Regions from separate parts of the Lactuca sativa genome. Here region 1 is linked to region 2. The links are chromatin contacts, called in public Hi-C maps. All regions are on one chromosome and are shown on one strand. The core of a region is the stretch at or near the end of the contact, and the rest is flanking DNA. Distances in the headings are between cores, read along the strand shown. Region 1 holds the start of LOC111905386 (transcription factor TGA9). Region 2 holds the start of LOC111905384 (cytochrome b-c1 complex subunit 9, mitochondrial).

Evidence for each region. A called contact is a pair of places that touch in the nucleus more often than the background predicts.
Region 1: a Hi-C map of seed shows a contact between it and region 2, with 2.9 times the contacts expected there. The contact joins the promoter of LOC111905386 here to the promoter of LOC111905384 in region 2. A contact is called at or near these places in 3 of 4 Hi-C or Micro-C datasets (leaf and seed).

What each region holds. Positions count from the first base shown.
Region 1 is chr6:56,004,309-56,011,823 of Lsat_Salinas_v11, reverse strand. LOC111905386 (transcription factor TGA9) reads right to left here and starts at 3,704. Exons shown (of 12, transcript XM_023901085.3): 1 at 3,354-3,704; 2 at 3,095-3,264; 3 at 2,829-2,923; 4 at 2,464-2,546; 5 at 1,346-1,642; 6 at 330-389; 7 at 94-171. The coding sequence starts at 3,219.
Region 2 is chr6:55,817,453-55,824,803 of Lsat_Salinas_v11, reverse strand. LOC111905384 (cytochrome b-c1 complex subunit 9, mitochondrial) reads right to left here and starts at 3,232. Exons shown (of 3, transcript XM_023901081.2): 1 at 3,035-3,232; 2 at 2,290-2,337; 3 at 1,907-2,176. The coding sequence starts at 3,151. The coding sequence ends at 2,129.

The sequences.
Region 1 (7,515 bases), core at 2,455-4,954, 190 kb before region 2:
CTAATAGTACAATCGATTTCGTCAATAAAACAATTTAATAATTAAAGAAAAGATCGACCCACTTCTAGAATTGAAAAATTAAACGAGAAAAACCTGCGATCGAGCACGTTGAAGATCTTGTTCGAGTTGAGTTAGTCGTATTCTGCTTGTTTCTAGCTGTTGAACGTATGCCTGGATAAAGTGAATGGTGAAAAATTGGGACTCGAAACGATGATTATGATTGTGAAATTGGGATTTGAAACGATGATTATGATTGTGAAATTGGGATTTGAACCCATGATTTTTATGAAAATGAGGGAAAGTGATGATAGTTTGATGAATCAAGAAACCTTTTTTCTGAGTCTGCTTTTTCTTGCTGCTTCTCTGTTTTGAGCTAAGCGTCTCAATGTCTGTAAACAAATTCAATGAAAACACTAAATTCGACAATTTCAAGATAACATTGGAAAAGAAATATCAAGAACGATGCTTTTAATTTTGGGTTCTTATACATCTATAATTTGTCTAAAATCGTATATCTTTCGCGATATTTGATACTTTTATAATTATATGTGTGTATTTATACAACTACAAGAACCTTCGAATCCAGTGTTCTCTCTGATGTCGAACCAATTCCCTTTTTCTGCATCAAAATCAAGCACAGAGTAAAAATTACTCCTTTTTTATATTTTTATTTTTTAGTGGAAGAGGAAAATTACCACATTTTCTAGATGGGGTTAGGGTGGTTTTTTTGTACTTTTTTACTACAATCTTTGTGATTATTTTAAATGTTTTTGCTATTTCAATGTGGGTATATGATAAAAATGATTCATTTTAATAAAAGAGTAGAGCTCCAAGAAAGGTAAAGAGTTAAACTGAAGTTATGGGGATTTGAGTAATCATTACCTTAAAAAGAAAACAATGTAAAAACCACAGTTTTTGGGAGTAGTGAGTACGATTATTAATTAATAAAATGTAATTAAAAATCACAATTTTAAAGATAAAAATGAAAATGAAAATGAAAATTACACGAAATATTTTTTTTTATCTTTTCTCTCTCTAGCTCTATCACACACTCTTACACATGTCAGGGAACCATATCTGAAAAACAATGACTTCTTCTCGATCTTTTTATTAGTTTGTTGGGATATTTGACTACATTGACATTCATTTCTAACTTCATTTATAATGTTTGGTAAGTTTTAATGCCAAGTTCATTAAACGACGCCATATTGAGAGGGCCTAAACTAGGGAATACGTAACATTTACCCGATTTAAAGATTAACATATTGCTCCTAATAAAATGGGTATATCGAAAAAAAAATTATCTATCGATATAAAGACAAAAAGAAGGTGATAAAAAACGAACCTTTTCTGAGAAGGGTTTTGGAGTTTGTTGAGAATGTGATGATCCTCCTGTCGTAACAGGACTACCACCTTCACTTTCCATTTCAAGATTTTGTGTTGGAATTTGAAGATTTTGTAATTGTTGACGAAAAATAGCTTGTTGTTGTTGTTGTTGATGTTGATCTTGTTGTGGATTTGAAGATGTTTTTTTACTGTTACTGCTGATTGGTGATTCTGGTTCTAAATGCGAATGAGACTCTGGTTTACTAGCAATTGCAACATTTACTGCTGACCCTGAATCTGTACTTGAATTACTCCCCTGTTTTTCGAAACCCAAAAACGGAAAAAGTTAAGAAAATTACTTTGTGGGTATTTGGAATTCATTGCGACTTTTGCTTAAAGATGTTTTTAGTAATAGGGTTAGAATTTTGATCTTTGAGAAATGGGTATGTGAGAACAGTGATGAAAACGGATAAAATGTGTTCGAGATTTTAGTTTTTGACAAAATAAGATGGAAAATTCATCTTGAATGTGTTTAAAGATGTATTTAATCACATACGTAGGTTCAAAATGTAATCTTTGAGAATTGGGTATGGGAGAAACCATGAAAGAAAGCTAAAAATGTCTTAAAGATTTGACTTTGGACAAAATAATCTTGAATCTGTTTGTATTAAATCACAAAGGTTAAAAATGCAATCTTTGAAACATGGGTATGTGAGAAAATATGAAAGTTAAAAACTTTAAGTGTTAAAAATTCGAGTTTGGACAAAATAAGGATAAAAATTCATCTTGAATTTGCATAAAGATAACTACAAAATAAAGCTTAAAAATTTACGCTTTGAAAAATGGGTATGTGAGAAACTATGAAAAAATAGCTAATAATGTCATAAAGATTCAATTTTTGACAAGATAAACTAAAAAAAACATCTTGGTTAACTTAGAAACACGTTTTTTATCACAAAAATGCCTTAAAAGACTCAATTTTGGACAAGAAAATGAAATTGATTGATTGGGTACAAAAAGGGGATGACTTGTTGAGAGATAATGAAGTTGAAAATTGTTTTTTAGTAGTTAAGAGAATGAAATAAAATGGCATAAAGAAATGGTCAAAGATAAGTTATTAAGGCAAAAAAGAACTACTCTTGGGGTTTGATGAACTCTCATAGGCCAAGAAGGGAACATGTCCAGAGTAGCTGCTGGCCTTGGTACTGTTGTGTATAAAGCTGCAACAAAATCACAACAATTAAAATAAAAAATCTTTTAGAATCAATCGCCTTCAAGAACTTAAAAACAAAACAAAAACACAAAACAAAATCACACATTCAAGAAGCTTGAAGTGGGTAGAAAAGGGATACCTAATCCCTTTCTTTTGACACTTTCAAACCCTTTTTTCTTACTCACATACTACTATGTGTGTGTTCTTGAGGGTGTAGTTTGTTATGCTTTTAGCAAACGTCAGAAAAAAGAAGAATAAAGAAAGAAAGAATTCAAAATTAAAACCATACGTAATTTGGTTTCATCACCATGGATCTTGTTGTAACCTTGAAGCACAATAGCTTCTTCTAGCTCTCCAAAATCAAACGATGACCCTTCTTGATTACTGAAAAAAGAATGAAGAAATTTAAAAAAAAATGTCAAGAAAACAGAGGGTAACGTCATGTAACGAAAAAAGATTGAATCTTTCATGAAACCCATGTCAAAAAACGTCCAAAAGATCGAAATTTTTGGATAAATTGTAAAAAAAAAAAAAAAAAGATTATGAAATTTGTACATGAAGGATGTGTTAGGAGGATTAAAGGCAGGAAAAACAGAGTATGGCAGGTGTTGGTGGTGATGGTGATGGTGTGAAGGTCCTGAGTCTGACAAACCAGTCTCTCCAACTCGGTGACTCGCCATGCAAAGCTTTCGTTCACGCCATTTTTGATTCAAGATTTATAAAATCTGTTAAATAAACAAAAACCCATGTAAAAAAAACATAAATAATTCACAAACTCTCAAAAGGGTTTAAGAAAAATTACAAAAAGACTCACTGTTTTGAGTTCTTTGTTGAAGTAGAAGAAGAAGAAGAGGATCAAAGCTATCATATCAAGGTAACATCTGAATAGCCACTATAGAAAGGACGAGTCTTTTTCTCAAATATGTCTCTTTCTCTCTCTCTAATCTCTATACTTTCTGTCTCTCTTTTGGCATTTCAACTTTTGATCTCATCTTTCATGGGGTCTTAATCTTCTTTCTTTCACCTTCTTTATGAAGAAACCTGGTTTGATTGTTCGCTAGGGTTTCCTTTACTTTGATAAATTAATTTATCAACAGATTTTGAAGCTCATATAGGCTAGTACACAAATCTTGTCCTTGCAACATATCCCCTTTCTTCTTCTCTTTGTGGGGTTTGAAGACAAACGATAAATGAATAAAATACTTCAAGAAAATATAAAAAAATTTGTGGGGTTTGAAGACAAAGTAGAAATTAATAAACAAATGTTTTTGAATTTAAATATTTTTTTGTTTTGTATATAGAAATGAAGAAAATGTCTTGGCAGGAACCCACTAGAAATCACTGACTCCTATTCCACTCTCTAACCGCCTACGTTTTCTTATTGGTTGTATTTTTGGGCTTCTCAGGGTATCACAAGTACAAAGTAATTATTAATTAAAATATGATTAAAAGTTTAGCTTTTAAGCCAATAGAAAAGTAAATAAGACAAGGTTTTATTTCATGAAGGAGGTCTTTGTTTCACGTTCAGAATTTACCATATTCTTTATGAGTGGAATAGGTACAAGTAAGTATACATGCAAATAGTACAACTTGTACCTAGAGAAAGGATTATAATTTTGTTGACTACCATAGATATGTTATATTATATTTATTAATTTTATTTAATATTTAATATCATTATGTTTGGGTCATTGAGAAAAAATAAGGATGTGATTATGGTAACATGGTTGATATGAGAGTAAATAAAGATGGACATGGTGAATAATGTTCTTCTATTAACAAAATTCATAAAATTGAAATATTTCCATTTTGGGTTTATATGTTTATACGTGTGCATGAGGTTTCTTAAATAAGGATGTGATTATGATAATATGGTTGATATGAGAGTAAATAAAGATGCACATGGTGAATAATGTTATCTATTAACAAAATTCAATAAATTGAGATATTTCCATTTTGGGTTTATATGTTTATACATGTGCATGAGGTTTCTTACGAAATACATGTAAATATAACTTGTCATGTTTATGTTTTTTATGGAAAAAGTATTTGTTAGATTTTTCATATAGTTGTATTTATTCGGTTTATTTATATATTCTTTTCCATGTATATCTCATTTATCATTTACCATATGCTATATATACAATAAATTCCCAACATGTTTATGCACAATGGCCGGTATTGAGTTGGCTTCAATAACAGGTAATTTGGAGCCGATGACTTTGCAGTGACAAAAACGACGTGTCTTCTGCCTGTTTCACTGTCTCTGCACCCAATTATGTTTGTGAAGAAGAAGGGCGGGTTTACACAACTGCAGGAGCTGTTTGACAAAGGATTTATTCGACCAAGCAGTTCGCCTTGGGGAGCACCGATTATATTTGTGAAGAAGAATGACGGGTCTCATCATATGTGTATCGTCTACCAGGAGTTGAACAAGGTAACGATGAAGAACCGTTATCCACTCCCGATGATTGATGATATTTATGACTAGCTTCAAGGTGCATCTTGGTTCTAAAAGATTTATTTACAATCGGGTTATCATCAGATGCGGATTAGGGTTGAGGATGTGCAAAAGATAGCTTTCCGAACTCGTTATGGTCATTACGAGTTCGTGGTGATGCCTTTTGGGCTCACCAATGCTCCAGCCGCGTTCATGGTTCTCAAGAACCGTGTGTGTAGGCCGATGTTGGATCTGTCTATGATAGTATTTATTGATGATATATTGGTTTATTTCAAGACTCAGGAGCAACACGATTAGCACTTTAGGGAAGTGCTTGAGACATTGATGAGGGAGAGACTTTTCACAAAGTTCTCAAAGTGTGAGTTCTGGTTGCATGAGGTGTAGTTTCTAGGCACCTTGTCAACCAAGATGGTATTTTGGTGGATCCAGCCAAGGTTGAGCTCGTGATGCAGTGGTAGGTTCCAAGGTCTTCATCTGAGATTCAAAGTTTTCTGGGTTTGGTGGGTTATTATTGTAGATTTATCTAGGATTTCTCCAAGATAGCTTTTTCTTTGACCCGACTGACAAAGAAGTCAGTTACATTTTGTTGGGGGCTTGAGCAGTAGGCAACTTTTGAGACTTTTAGACAGCAGTTGTGTGAGGCGCCAATTTTGACCCTGTCGGAGGGTGTCGATGATTCCGTGGTTTATTGTGATGCTCGATCTTTAGATTAGCGACGGTGTTGATGTAGAGAGGTCCGAGATCGCTTACGCCTTGAGGTAGCTGAAGACTCATGAGGCAAATTATTCGACGCATGACTTGGAGTTGGGGGCGTGGTTTTTTCCCTCAAGATTTAGCGGCATTACCTCTATGGGTTTTGTTGTACTATTTACACGGACCATAAGAACCTGAGGTATTTGATGGACCAACCAAATTTGAATATGCGGCAATGTCGGTGACTAGATGCGGTGAAGGACTATGATTGTGAAATCCTTTATCATTCGGGAAAGGCCAATATGGTGGCCGGTGCTCTTAGCCGCAAGGCGGTTGCGGCTCCGATCAGAGATATATGCTTGAGGATGACTGTGATTACTCCATTATTGGAGCGGATTCGGGAGGCACAGGTTGAGGCTATGGAGGAAGAGCATCGGAAAAGTGAGCATATTGTGGGGAAGGTGGCTTCCTTCTATTATGATAGTCGTGGTTTGTTGACTCTGCATCAGCGAGTCTAGGTTCTGTACTGGGTCGGTGTACGCCAGATTCTGATGGAGGAGGCTCACAAGTCGAGGTTCTCCATCCATCCCAGGGGGACAGAGATGTATATGGATCTTTATCCTAATTATTGGTGGCCCTAAATGAAATAGGATGTGACATGGTACGTGTAGCGGTGCTTAAACTGCGGGAATGTCAAGGCCGAACATCAGCATCCTCACGACAAGATGCACCTGGTGGAGATTCCTGTATGGAAATGGGAAGACATCACCATGAATTTTTCACAAAGCTTCCTAGGACCGCGCATGGAGTAGATTCGATATGGGTCATTATGGATCGTTTGACCAAGAGCGCGTATTTTATTCCGATTCATGAGAGTATATCTGTAGAAAAGTTGGTCGAGGTTTATACTACGGAGGTGGTGGCACGTCATGGGATGCCGGTATTAGTGGTTTCTGACAGGGATGTTTGGTTCACTTCCAGGTTCTAGAAGATATTTCATGACGAGTTAGGCACTCGTCTTCATTTCAATACAACATTCTTGTTGGGTCATTGGATTGCATAAATCTTAATTATTTTATATACTCCATATTTTGTAAAGGGTTGGGCCTGTCCACCTGGTGTCTTTAATGATTATGGTTTAGCTATAAATAGTGCATGCATGCACCGTATCTAGTGTCGATTCTCTTGTAACCCTACTCTGCCTTTACAGTAGCAATTCTTCATCGAGTTCTTCTAAGGCAGAGATTATTAATCATTCAACACAACTTTGATCATCATACTCTTTGTTTATGATTGAATTAGTTGTTTGAAATCTGTCGATCTACTCATCTTTATTCTAACAATTGGTATCAGAGCAAGAGATTGTGTAAAACTGCGCAAATCTTATGTTGAGTTTCATTAGGGTTCTGCTTTTATTAGATTTTTTCTATTCGTCTCCATCGTTGTTATCGATTGTAGACACTGAATCTTGATCTATATTCTAACCTAAACTCGATTTCAATTTACACATCTGATTTTTAACAAGTTTCATTGAATCGACAACATGCAGCCTGGCGATTCTCACGTTAACTCCATCAATTTCTCAAGCGGTACTGGATCTACAACAGTGATCCCTATACTCTTTCCAAACGATTATTAAGTGTGGTCACTACACTTTGAGTATTACGTGCTAGGTCTTGAAGATAATGGATCCTTGATATGGGATGCCATAACCAAGGAGATGTTTGCTCATATTGGTACAAAAAGTGTTATCAAGACTCAAGCTGAGTACAACGATCTTCTTTTGGAAATTGCAGATATACATAAAGATGTACAGGACAAG
Region 2 (7,351 bases), core at 1,983-4,482:
TTGATTTGACATTTTTAAGATATTAGTTGTTTGTGGTTTAAGTTAAATACTTAATTGTCTTATACATTATGGTTTTTTTTTATTATTACAAGTAATATGTTTGAACTCTTAAAACTATTTGAGCTCTAAATTGTGGTTAAAAACCACACAAAATAACCGCACCAAATCCATGTGGTTAATAACCGCAACACAGAAAAAACAAAACCGCACCGAAAAAATAACCGCCTAACCACACCGCAAAAATAACCGCACCATGTGGTTTTGAAAATGGATTAACCGCATTTGCGGTTAGTGGTGAGGTTTTGGCTAATAACCGCACCGCACTCACCCCTACACATAGTTACTTCAAATATGAAACATGCCCTAATCCTTTTGCGGGACTTGTGTCAGTCAAAAAATTAAAATTCATTGGAACTAAGAGCGGTTACAAGAAATTAATCGAGAATGAATTATGGTGATCTGGATATGTCCATTAAATTCATATAGACGCATACAAAACAGATCTCAGGTCGATGCTTTTTTTTGGTCTTTAGAAAGATCAGAGTCTAAGGTGATGTTTGTTTTGGAAGTGGTTAAATGTCTTTTGTGTTTTTCCAAGTTTGCGGAAGAAGACGTGCACTTACGAAACGTCTACGCGCTAGAAGGAAAAATTGCTCAAAAAGTACTTTTGTAGAAAAACAAACGAGGCCTAAGTCTTTTTCCGGTCTAAACCAGTTTGGCCTCGTGGTCGTTCAGTTTGGATTCATGTCTTTCGGCCGGATTTTGGCTTTTACGATTTAACATTGTTTTTCTCCGTTATGATGATGATGTTGATTGAATGAATTAATTTAAACACAAGGATGATGTTTGATGTTTAATAAATACAATGATAGATGTTTTTAATAACTAAGAAATTAGACTAAATATAAGGATGATCTTTATTGTGAAGAAAGAAGTCATCCCACATCGAGAAGAATGAGAGAAGAGAAACTTGTGATTAAAACAGAAGGACTTAGCAATTTGCCATCAATATGCTCGCCTGTTAGGCAAGGGAGTGGTGCCACTGAAACCGCACTCCCTCCTATGTCACGTAGATGCCAACTCATATTTTTTCTCATTTCATCAATATGATACCATAGCAAGGGAGTGAGAGACTGGCTAGGAAAGAGAAAAGTAAAAAGAAAAGAAAGAAAATGATTGGTTGAGAGAGGAGAGAGAAATCAAATAAAGGAGGAGAGAAAGAATGGGGAGTGCGGTAGTATTTGGGTGAAGAGAGAGAATGTGCGGTAGAAACCGCAGCGAGGGGATGGTGTTTTGGGTGATGATGTGGCGGACTCGCGGTTGAAATCGCTTCCACTCCCTCTAGCCTTAGGGAAGTTAAGTTTCATTTAGGCTTCAGCTTTAAGACCGATGGATAGCTAAACATGGGGACCACGATTGGTTATTTTGATATCAGGGACCGACTCATGCTGACTTGAACCCGCTTTAAGACCGATTGATAGTTAAATAAAGGGACCGACATGTTTAGATCGAAATTAGACTGCTCAGACTTAGACCGGTCCTAGTCCTAGATCAGGACCTATTTAGGTCCTTTTTTAGGCCGGTCTAAAAAGTCTGTCGATATCCACGTCTAATAAGATATTATGAGGTTACACTAAAATGAGTGACTTAGAATTATGAAAATATAAACTTAGATAAGAGGGTGTTTAGAAGTAGTCTTATTCACTAGCTTCATTTTAAATGTTGTCCTTGCTATGTAGGTTTATCATTTTAGCTTGTATTGTTGGAACATGCTTCATGCTTTTAGTTTGCAATATTTTCCCACTTATTACCATTGCTTGTATTCCCATTTTCATATGTAGGAAATCACCTAGTTTTGACTTTGGACTCACATTTTTTTTTTAATGTCTAATATATCCAGAGCTAATTAAGAAATTGCAACAGGAATTTTATAAATTAATTAGACCAAAATTCAAACAAATCATGAGAATTGCCTTCTCTTCAAAGTTGAAAGATCTAATTCTGGTAATACCACAACCAGTTTGTCCCAAAAAAAATATCATCACTTATTATCAAGATTCATACAATTTATCCTTTCAAATATCCCAAAATAGGATGAACAAAATAAAAATCACATTTGATGCCCACTTCATTCAGTTGGCCTCTGTCCCAAAACAGGAATATCCTCATACCGTTTCTGCATAAATAGAATATCTCTAAAATATTAGATTCAAAAAAAAAATAATAAAAAAAAAAAAACACAAGAATTCACAATATTTATCATACAAAATAAATAAAACTGGACATTACCCCAACATTGTTATTCTCCCAGAGTTTATGAACTCCATAGTCAACTGCCTGAAACACATAAATCATAACAACTCCATTACTAAATCACATTATTTTGTTATCTTTCTTGATAAACCACATGTAATTCACTAAACCACCATTTTTAGGGCACCATTCTTTAAAAAAAAGAACTCTCATTTAAGTCATTTATGTTGATATCCCATTTGTAATTTCGATAATCAAAGGCAAAACCATATGGCACTGTATGTCAAAACCCTACATTTGTTCCCCGAAATGTTCCTCCATAATAATCATCAAGGCAATCAAGGTAGTTTCAGCTAAAAGTTGTTTTTTTTCCTTAACCTAAAATCATAGATTCAATGCTACAATATGATATATCTATCTTTACAACGTATTAAGATGTTTATTTCCTTAATCTATAGGTCAAATCTATGAATTAGTTCCTAGACGCAAGCAAAATGCTTTGCTCCAACGTTTCGAAATTCTAAATAACATGGATGAAGAAAATGAGATGGAGTCAGACGTTGTGGAAACAAAACAAATCGATTAAATTAGGATAAAGAAAGTGATTCGTAGATGAAAGTTAATGATCCACAACAAAATCAGATCTAGGGCGACAACAATCCACTCTATGGACATTAAAAATTCAAACCTGAGAACCTATTAATCTAACGGAAAACAGAATCGAGGAATATGTATGCGTATGTGTAATATATATAAGATTAGAATGGATCGGAGCGCTAACCCGTTCACCGACGAAAGCACCGGCGATAACGAAAGTGACGTAGACAGAATTACGGCGCATAAGGACTTTGTATAGTCCTTCGAATAGTCCTCCGGTTCTCCGAGCTGCCGAACTCATGGCGATGGTGTAATCTCTTCCTCTTGTTGACGGGATCGGAGCAGAAATGGTGTTGGGTGTTTGTGTTTTGGCCGGTCTAGGTTACTAACGCTGCCTTTTGTTCGTGGCAATTTGGTATGAACCCGAACCGGATCCGTTCCGGATCTATAGCTTAAGAACTTAATTGGACCTACGACTGAAGGCATGTAAGTTTTATATCATGAAAATTAATTTCTGTAGTTTTTAATAAACTAAGATATACAATAAGTAGGTTTAAGATACAAGAAGGTTACGAATTTTGCAATAAGAGCATTCACAATTCGTTAAGCTTTCTCGTTACATTCTAACACTAACTTGTTGATTCAGAAAATGAATTGTTACACAAAAACATACAAAAAATTTCTAGAGATGGTACCAACACCTATTAGAAAATGAATTGTTACACAAAAACATACAAAAGATTTCTATACATGTTTTTCAAGTGTTTAATTGATCCAATATTAAGTAGTAAATGGAGGGTCATCAAACATTCTTTGCAGACGACATGCAGGCAGGGTCGGCTCAACCAGTTTGGGGGCTCTAAGCGAATAAAAAATTTGGGCCCCTTTAGCATTTACTATACTCAATGTTATAAACACTCCTCATTTATCCAACTTAGGACCGGCAATAATAAACTAATGGGTTGTTTGATACTTGCTAATTGAGTTATATCTGACTAAGTTAGAGGCATGACTGAGTTTGAAGCTCTGACTGGATCTGCTTCTTACTGAAATTATATGTTTGATTACCTCTCTGACTAAGTGTGTTAAATGTTGAATATAACTATTTTACCGTTTTGTTTTGTTTTGTGCTTATATAACCAATAAAATCATATTGAACCATACTTACATTACATAACTCCAAGTTTTCAATCCAATTGTATGGAGCTTCATAGCTCTATTCCACATATAAATTAATAAAATACATTACGCCAATCTAGTCCAAACTCTAATCAAAGTGCATATATAACCAATGAATTTACTAAATTTACATGACAAGAACAATTAACACATGTACAAATGTAACAATCACAAAATACCATATTCTAGCAGCCAACCCAAAATCAGCAAACTTCATCAAACCATTAGCCGAAAAGATTTAGCGGCTTCATACACGACCTTCAATGCATGACAATATTTAAGAGCAAAATCACTTCCTTCATTTTTTTTGCTTTGAAAACAAACCATCTTCCTACATCTGATCAAGCAACCTCCCACCAGAACAAACCATCTTGTATCAAATTTTGGCAGAGGCAAGATGTCACACCCCCGAAACCAGGATGGCAGAATCGTTCCAGGGTGGAGGACGTCATGTTTAGCATCACAACCATTGTACAATAGCAATCATAGTAACACAACCATTACAATTAATATATATATATATATATATATATATATATATATATATATATGAAAAATGTTTACATCAATCTGAAACTTGTTTTAATTACACCAAAAGTATGTAGAATATAAAAACATGACTCTTATTGCTCCGGCTCCTCTAAATCCAAGAAGTACTTGTCTACCGATTTCCGAGACGTCCGTTTTACTTCCAGGTTTTGGAAGCGGTTTCATGACGAGATGGGCACTCGTCTCCATTTCAGTACCGCTTTCCACCCCCAGACGGACGGGCAGAGCGAGAGGAAGATTCAGACTCTCGAGGACATGCTTCGGGCATGTGTCCTAGACTTCGGTGGTAATTAGGATACGTATCTTCCACTAGCGGAATTTTAGTATAACAACAGTTACCACGCTAGTATTGACCGCCCTCCTTTCGAGATGCTCTACGGGAGGAAGTGCAGGACCCCGATTTGTTGGGGCGAGGTCGGTCAGCGAGTCATTGGGAGCACCGAGGTGGTGCTCAAGACCACATAGTTGATCCAGCAGGTTTGTAGCAGAATGCAAACTGCGCAGAGTCGGCAGAAGAGTTACGCTGACAGGAGGCGTTCGAACTTGGAGTTTCAGGTGGGCGATATGGTCCTCCGGAAGGTATCACCCTGGAATGGTGTTATCAGGTTTTGGAAGAGGGGCAAGCTGGGCCCCAGGTTCATTGGTCCTTTTAGGGTTTTGGCCCGGGTGGGTCCGGTTGCTTATCAGTTGGATCTTCCGGCAGAGCTTAGCCAGATCCACAACACTTTTGATGTTTCTCAGTTAAGGAAGTGTTTGGTGGATGAGTTAGCAGTTGTACCCTTGGAGGATATTCAGGTTGATAGCAACATGAATTATATCAAGAGACCAGTTGCGATCTTAGATCGGAAGACAAAGACCTTGAGGAACAAGGTGGTTCAGTTAGTGAAGGTGCAGTGGCGACATCGAAAGGGTTCAGAGTGGACGTGGGAGACCGAGGGGGAGATGAGGGAGCATTATCCAGAGTTATTTTCAGATTCAGCAGCAGCAGACTTCGAGGACGAAGTCTAAGATAAGTGGGGGAGAGTTGTAACGCCCCATTTCTGGTATGTAATTTAAATTAAGTAATTTTCTTTTCTTATGGGGTACTCGACGAGTATGTAGCCCGACTCGTCGAGTAGAGTCGGGATTTGCACACGGTTTAAGTTGGCTACTCGACGAGTCCATATGCTGGGACTCGACGAGTCCGCCTGTCTGGATGAATCCCTAATCTCAAGGGTTTGCACCTTATTTAAACATCTTATGTGCCCCAGGACCGGCCTCCCTCACCCACAAAGAGTCCTATATGAAACCCTAGCAATTCTTTAAGCTGCCTTGAGTGTTTTGTGCTCTTTGAAGTTTTGGAAGGAGAAGGAAGCAGGATCCAAAGGAGAAGAAGAAGATCCAGGCTTTTGGGGGTCAATTCAGAGCATATAGAGGTACTAAAACTCGAACCCTTGTTGTTCCTTCAATTGAATCTCCATAAAAGCTTAATCTAATCACTTTTTGGGCCCTTTATAGAGCTACTAGTGAGTGGGGGGCATGTAGAGATAGAAGAACATCAGATCTAGTTATGTTTGAGCTCCAGAAGCTCAGATTCACCAGCTTTATTAGGCCAAACGTCCATGCAAGCCCTAGATCTACACTTTTGGCTTATTTAGGGCTTTTAATCCTCATTTGAGCATGCATGCACGTAAAGTTGGAAACTTTACGTGTAAAACCCACTCTAGGAACCCAGATCTATGAATTGAATGCCTTGGAATCGATAAAAATCAACGATATTGTTATGTCATGCAAGCAACTCGGCGAGTTGTTCATCGGACTTGACGAGTCGAGTCGCGAGTCCCCAAATTTATCCCTTTGAGAGATTACGATTGGAATCAGTGAGTAGGACGTGGACTCAGTGGAATAGGACACGAACTCAGTAATCGAGGGACTCGCCGAGTCTACGCCCTGGCTCGGCAAGTCCAAAGCAATCTTCTTGCCTTAAGAAGAGACTCGACGTGTTCATGAGATGAGGATGGACTCGACGATTTGTTCATACAACTCGGCGAGTCAGATGAAGTTAGACTGGATGTCATTATCGAAGAAGAACTCGTCGAGTCTTTGCTAAACTCGACGAGTAGTGGATAAGAAGAGAGTAAAGGGACTCAACAAGTTGACGGCCCAACTCGACGAGTCTGGTCAACTAAATGTTGACTTTGACCAGAAGGTTGACTTTGACAAGGGGTAAAATAGTTATTTTACCCTCAGTTCAGTTTTTGGTATCTGATTTAGTGTTTATGGGAATTGTAGCCGGGGAGTTCCGGAGCAGCAGTCATCCAGTTTCGGGTTTAGCATTTCAGCAGCCAGAGTTCCGAGGTGAGTTTTCCTTCCAATAGGAACGGGTCTACGGCCACAATGTCGGCCCGTCTAGTTAGCAGTAGTTCCAGACTCTGGTCCGATGCGGTAGTTTAGTGTGCTTGATGTCTTTATGATTCAAGCATGTCTTTATGTTATGTGTTCCAGACTTCGGTCCGATGCAGTATGCAGTATATGTGTTTATGCTAGTTGATATGTTTATGCTATGCTATGTTATGCTCAGTCAGTTTCCAGACTTCGGTCCGACACAGGAGACAAGGTCCCAGTCAGTTTCGGATTTCGGTCCGATGCAGTTAGTTCCGGACTTCGGTCCGATGCAGGGGACAAGGTCCCAGTCAGTTCCAGACTTCGGTCTGATGCAGTTTCCGGACTTCGGTCCGATGCAGGCAAGGCCCTGGTCTGTTCCGGACTTCGGTTCGATGTAGTTTCCGGACTT